Regions from separate parts of the Sus scrofa genome. Here region 1 is linked to region 2. The links are chromatin contacts, called in public Hi-C maps. All regions are on one chromosome and are shown on one strand. The core of a region is the stretch at or near the end of the contact, and the rest is flanking DNA. Distances in the headings are between cores, read along the strand shown.

Region 1 (2,700 bases), core at 42-2,541, 620 kb before region 2:
AGCGGGGTGCTGCAGCCAGAGGCACACTGCATGCAGAGGCCCAGAATCTGGGGCAGAGGAGGCCTTTCTAGAACAGAAAGTGTTGCTAGGGTCCTGGGGTAGGTGGGGTGAAGGGGCAGATAATAAAGAGATGGACTGGGGAGCCCAAAACAGGTCTCCTAAAACCCTGTTTTTATTTTGCTGTTTATAACCTATTTATTATAGAACAACTGAAAGTACCAAGATGTGACCAAAAGAAACTGGTCACCAACCGATTCTCCCTGGGGCCAACAAGGAAAATCCTTTGATTCCTTTCCGGGTGCCTTTTCACGTGGGCCTCTGTGAACATCTCACCTTGTAACTGCGGAGCCAGACCTGGTTTCCTAAAGCACAGAGCTGCTCCTGGGCGCGCGAGGTGCAGTAACTTTGAGTCCAGGCAGATGAGGGCATCGACCCCAGCTTTGCCACCTGCTGCTCGAGTGACCTCCGGCTTCCAGAGCCACGATCTTTGGCCAGAGCTGTCACTTTGCCTGAGACACATTTCCACCCCTTTTCCCAGCTGCTTTTCTGCTCATCTTCCTGCACTCAGGGTCTCAGCCCCAGATTCACCCTCTCTGCACTGTCTTTGCTGAGCCTCGGTTCCTTTTCCTGTAAAAACGGGAGTCAGTCTCATTTTGCCATCTTGAGCGGTTTTGAGAATTTGATGAAATGACGTGAGTTCACAGGCTGGCTGGTGGGAGGTGCTTCGTCAGTGCTGTCCCTGCCTTCCCCACGACACCGGCTCCACCTCCAGCTTTTGCCCTGTTTTTCTTCCCTGACCTGCAAATCTCTGACAGTCTTTATAAAAATTTTTTTTTTTAATTAAAGTGTAGTTGATTGACAATGTTCTATCAATTTCTGCTGTGCGGGAAAGTGACCCAGTCTTAATCCAGTCCTAGGCTTCTACTCTCGCCCTTTGCAGGAACTCAGCCTTGACGTCTCCAGGGGGCTGAGGATGTGGGGGGGGGGGTGTCTCAGGGCACAGAGTAAAACTGAATCCCGCGGGCAGGTGGAGGGCAAAGGACACTTGGGGTTCCTCACAGGGGGCCTTTTCCATGAGGATCTTTCCCCCCAGCTGTCTTTCCCCCCTGTTCTCTCCTCCTAAACTTAAAAATACCGGCACCAATCATTTCTTCCTTTTAAATCTCTGTGGAAGGCCGTGCCCTGGCGGGGAGCCACGGAGATGAGAATCCAGTCCCCGGAATAGCTCCTGCCACTGAGCATTTAAATGCCGTCTGTATTTTTATCCGATGATGGGTCACTTCTGAAAAACCCCGCTCGCGTCCTGCCCCTCTCTAAGAATACATTTCCATTTATAGCGTCTGCGCTGGGGATGTTGTGTCCCGGTGTGGGGCCGGCCACCGCGTCCTGTTTCCAGTGATTTGGAAACACGTCGGGGGCCCTGGCTGTGCCCTGGCCCTTGCTCCCTGTGGCCTTGACGACTGGGAAGCCTGACTCCCAGCCAAGCACCCGGCTGCCTGCCGGCCTTGGGCTGCGACACCAGGCCTTTTCCTGTTTCTGTGGGACCATGAGCTCATCAGGCTCTTGCAGGGCGGGGGAGCCCGGGGGGCTGAGGGTCCCTCCCAGGGCCTCAGTGGCACTGCATCACGGTTCTGTAGCTCCACGGGACCCCTACTCCTCCTCCTCTCACTCAGTAAGTGCCCCCAGCCCACTGAAGGTGCTGGGCTGTGCACGGGTGAGAGAGGGCAGCAGGGACAGTCAGGCTCCCCCGGGGCCAGTGTGGCACTTTGGGGAGGGCGCAGAGGGTCAGTGTGCAGCCTCCAGGGGAAGCTGACCCAGGTTCCAATCCTGACCCTGCTCTTGTTGGCTGTGTGAGCTTAGGCAAGTGGCTAAGCCTCCTTGAGTCTTGGTTTCCACATTTTTTTTTTTTTCTTTTTAGGGCCGCACCTGCAGCATATGGAAGTTCCCAGAATTCCCAGGCTAGGGGTCGAATCGGAGCTGCAGCTGCTGGCCTCTATACCACAGTCACGGCAATGCCAGATCCAAGCTGCAGCTGCCGGCCTCTATACCACAGTCACGGCAATGCCAGATCTAAGCTGTGTCTGTGACCTGCACCACAGGTCACGGCAACGCCAGATCTCCAAGTCACTGGTCGAGGCCAGGAATGGAACCCGCATCCTCATGGCTACTGGTCAGGCTTGTTACTGCTGAGCCACACCGGATGCTTCCAGTTTCCACATTTGTTGATGGCCCCTTGTGGGTGATGGGGAGAGGGATTGAGTGGGATAGAGTAGGTCAAGGGTCCTAAGTCATACTTGGCCAATAGGATCAGAGCCCTGGAAGTGTCCTTGCCTGTCCCTCTGTTGACCTGTGGTAACTCAGGTGGGTGCAAGCGGAAAGTCTTAGGAAACAAATTTGAAGTTGGAAGTAAACGCGTGACTTACACTTTAGCAGTCCGTGCCTGCCCTGTCATTTCCTGAACTGCACTTTTTTTGGCCATGCAGATTTCTGCCCTCCCCACCCCCATGCTGGGTTTAGTTCATTCTGCCGTGGGCCCCTGGAATCTGCAAATTTAACCAGCTTCCTGGCAGATTCGGAGGCAGTGGTTCATGGACCAGACTTTGAGAAACACTGCCTCCTTCATCCATTTTGAAATATTTCTGCAGTCCTACTGGGTGCCAGGTGCTTTTTTAGGCTCTGAGGATATGGTGGAACTCAAAG
Region 2 (2,826 bases), core at 277-2,776:
CGGGGCACCTCTGAGAGGCTTCTGAGAAACTGGGTACTGATTTCTCGGTCTGCTTCTTCCTTGCACCTCGAACCCATCTCTCCATGTGTAGACATCCTGTCACTCTCATGTGTCCTCAGCCTGTTCTGTCTGGACACCCAGATGGGGATGTGAGGGACCCTCAGGCTCCCTTCCCATCTTTAAGATTCTAGAGCTCAACTCACGTAGCTTAAAAATGTAGTCTCTTATGGAAAATTAAAGTCTAGAATTTGGTCCTCTAGCTAAAGAGATGCTTTTGAATTATGTCAAGTAACCATAAGACAAGGATCCTCTAGGGCAAGTATTTCCAATTCAAATGTCCTCGGGACCCAGCAGGGCGATGGAAATGGGTGAAGCCAGACAGTGGCATTTGCATGTCCCGCATGTTGTCAGGAATGGTGAGATGCTATCGTACTGGCCCTGGTGGTTATCCAGTGGGAATACAAAAGTGTTTCCAAACTTTGCCGTTTTCCTTTAGGAGCCAGCAATATCGTTCTATACAGAAATCTCCCCTTTTAAAAAAAGTGCTAATTAATTGAAAACAAAGCAACAGACAGCTGTCAGAACTCCTTAGCCGACAGAACACAGGTGGAGGGCACAGCAGGGCAGCCTGCCAGTTTGCAAACTGCCCTGGGACATACCCTTGAGCAGGGGAAGGGGGAGCAAAGGCTGGCCAGAGCTAAGGGCGGGCGATGAGATGTACGAGGTCAAGTACAGGTTGATTTGATTTGGGCCTACCTTCGTTTTGGAATGAAGGGTGGACCCCAGAGGACTGACAAGCTTGAACTGGTTCTTATAATAGGGAGGCCAAGGAGCAAAGCGGGGGATGGGGAGTTATGGGCTTTGACTGCTGAGAGGCTTGGCTGCAGACTTCCTTCCCTACTTAAGAGTTGCATGATGGGTAAATGCTCCACCTGAGTTTTGCCTTCCTTATCCGTCCTTAAAAGGGAGGGTAGATCTTACCTAACAGGGTCATGAGAACCGCATGAAATTGTGCATAAAATAATGTCTGCCACCTGACAGCACCTGGTTCATTTACTTCTTCCTTTCAAAGGTTTGTTGAATGAGGAAGATACTTGATGAAAGCAGTGTTTCAAGAATGATGGCCAAATGGGAGCCTGGAGGCTGGAGTCAGAAAGGCTAGCTAGGTCTCAGGCTGTGTGACCAATTTGAGAGGCTGGGTAATTACTACCACATGGCCTTGGACCTGAGCCCATCCCCAGTGACAAGACCATAAAAGCTGACCTCTTGGCTCCTCCGTGGGTAAGGTGATGGACAGGGTGCAATACACAGCGCCAAAGAAAGCCTGTCTGCTCCAGCTTTCCTGTCTGCTTCCCACCCGGTCCTCAGCAGCCTTTGGGCAGCCAAGGAGGCAGTACCTGGCCTCCAGCCAGTGCTGATCCAGACGCAATTTTCAAGTCCAAACCTCGGTGCCAGCCTTGGGCACAGCCAGGCCCTGACCTTTGCTAAGTCCCCCCAGACATCGCTCCTCTATCTTTAGTAGCCACTGGCAGCCTTCCTGCAGGGTTCCTGGCAAAATCCTGAGTTGCTTAGCAAACTCATCTTAAGAAGACGGCTTATAGCTTTTGAAAGCTTAGGAGGTGTAAACGACACGCAGACATTTCTAAGCCAAAATGGCCAAATGCACAGTCCTTGCAACGGACTAATGAGATGATTAGGAGAAATAAAAATAAAAATAAAAAATAAAAAAGAGATCATAGTCTCGCCTTCCGGAGCTATTAGAATAGACACTGATTTCATCCACTATGTAGACACTATGTTTATCCATTAACACAATCCAACTGTCATTACAGTCAGCATCGCTGACTTCCCAAAAAGGTTTCCTAAAGTGAAAATGATTTTTAGTGTGTGTCAGAATCATCTGGAAGGCTTGTTGGCCCCCTCTCCAAGTCTCTGAATCAATAGGTCTGGGGTTGGGGCTGCACATCTAATTCCAGGGTGATGCTGCTGCTGGTCGGGTGATTATGCTCAGAGAAGCCCTGCTGTAATGAACCTGCTAGTATTTATTCAGTCCACAGCACTAGTGAGTGACACAGAATGCATGGACCTCTACAGCCCCTTGGGAGTACATAGAAGCTAAGAGTAAATGGCAGAAATAGGATAAAACAGTGCCTGAAAATGTGACCTAAGAGTCACAAACTTCTGTAAGTGGAGGAAAAAAATAAGAGAGAGGAGTTCCCATTGTGGCTCAGTGGTAATGAACCTGACTGAACCCAGTATCCATGAAGACTCAGGTTCAATCCCTGGCCTTGCTCAGTGGGTTAAGGATCTGGTGCTGCCATAAGCTGCAGTGTAGATCGCAGTTGTGGCGCAGACTCTGCGTTGCTGTGGCTGTGGTGTAGGCCGGCAGCTGCAGTTCTGATTCGGCGCCTAGCCTGGGAATTTCCATATGCTGCGGGTGTGGCCCTAAAAAGAAAAAAAAAAAAAAAAAAAAGAGTTAAACCATCATGACTGGGTGGACCTCTTGGTCTGGCAACACCAGTCGAGCATTTAGACTGGTACCTGGAGACATGCTGGGAGCAACCGTCTCCAGCAGCAATTGTAGATGCTGCTCCAGGCGAAGGAAGTGGACTACGAAAGCGAGCGTGGGGTTCTTCTGTGATCGCGACTCTCAGGCTTTGATGGTTTCTAAAGATTGGTCATATTTGTTGATGTCTTACTGAGGTCAGTTCTGTGCTTCATGAGGCTTTTGCAAATGGCAGTGGTTTTTCCAACTCCAGGGAGAAGCTTTGAGGTCCAGGGCAACTAGTTTCCTGTTTAGGAATGAATATAGCCAAGTGTTTAGGG

What was found. A called contact is a pair of places that touch in the nucleus more often than the background predicts.
Region 1: a contact with region 2 is called in a Hi-C map of skeletal muscle, with 12 times the contacts expected there. The contact joins two enhancer-like sites. A contact is called at or near these places in 1 of 47 Hi-C or Micro-C datasets (skeletal muscle) and 1 of 2 datasets of contacts at active chromatin or transcription factors (skeletal muscle).

What each region holds. Positions count from the first base shown.
Region 1 is chr16:51,362,307-51,365,006 of Sscrofa11.1, reverse strand. The region is part of intron 1 of ERGIC1 (endoplasmic reticulum-Golgi intermediate compartment protein 1); the gene reads left to right. Among named protein-coding and RNA genes, the nearest start is that of ERGIC1, 40 kb to the left of the region's middle. Within about 2 kb of position 1,291, at least 35 of the 83 cell types and tissues checked have an H3K27ac peak or open chromatin away from gene starts, as enhancers often do. A contact at or near this core is called in skeletal muscle, where this site is marked.
Region 2 is chr16:50,744,936-50,747,761 of Sscrofa11.1, reverse strand. No RefSeq gene overlaps it. Among named protein-coding and RNA genes, the nearest start is that of BOD1, 12 kb to the right of the region's middle. Within about 2 kb of position 1,526, at least 5 of the 83 cell types and tissues checked have an H3K27ac peak or open chromatin away from gene starts, as enhancers often do. A contact at or near this core is called in skeletal muscle, where this site is marked.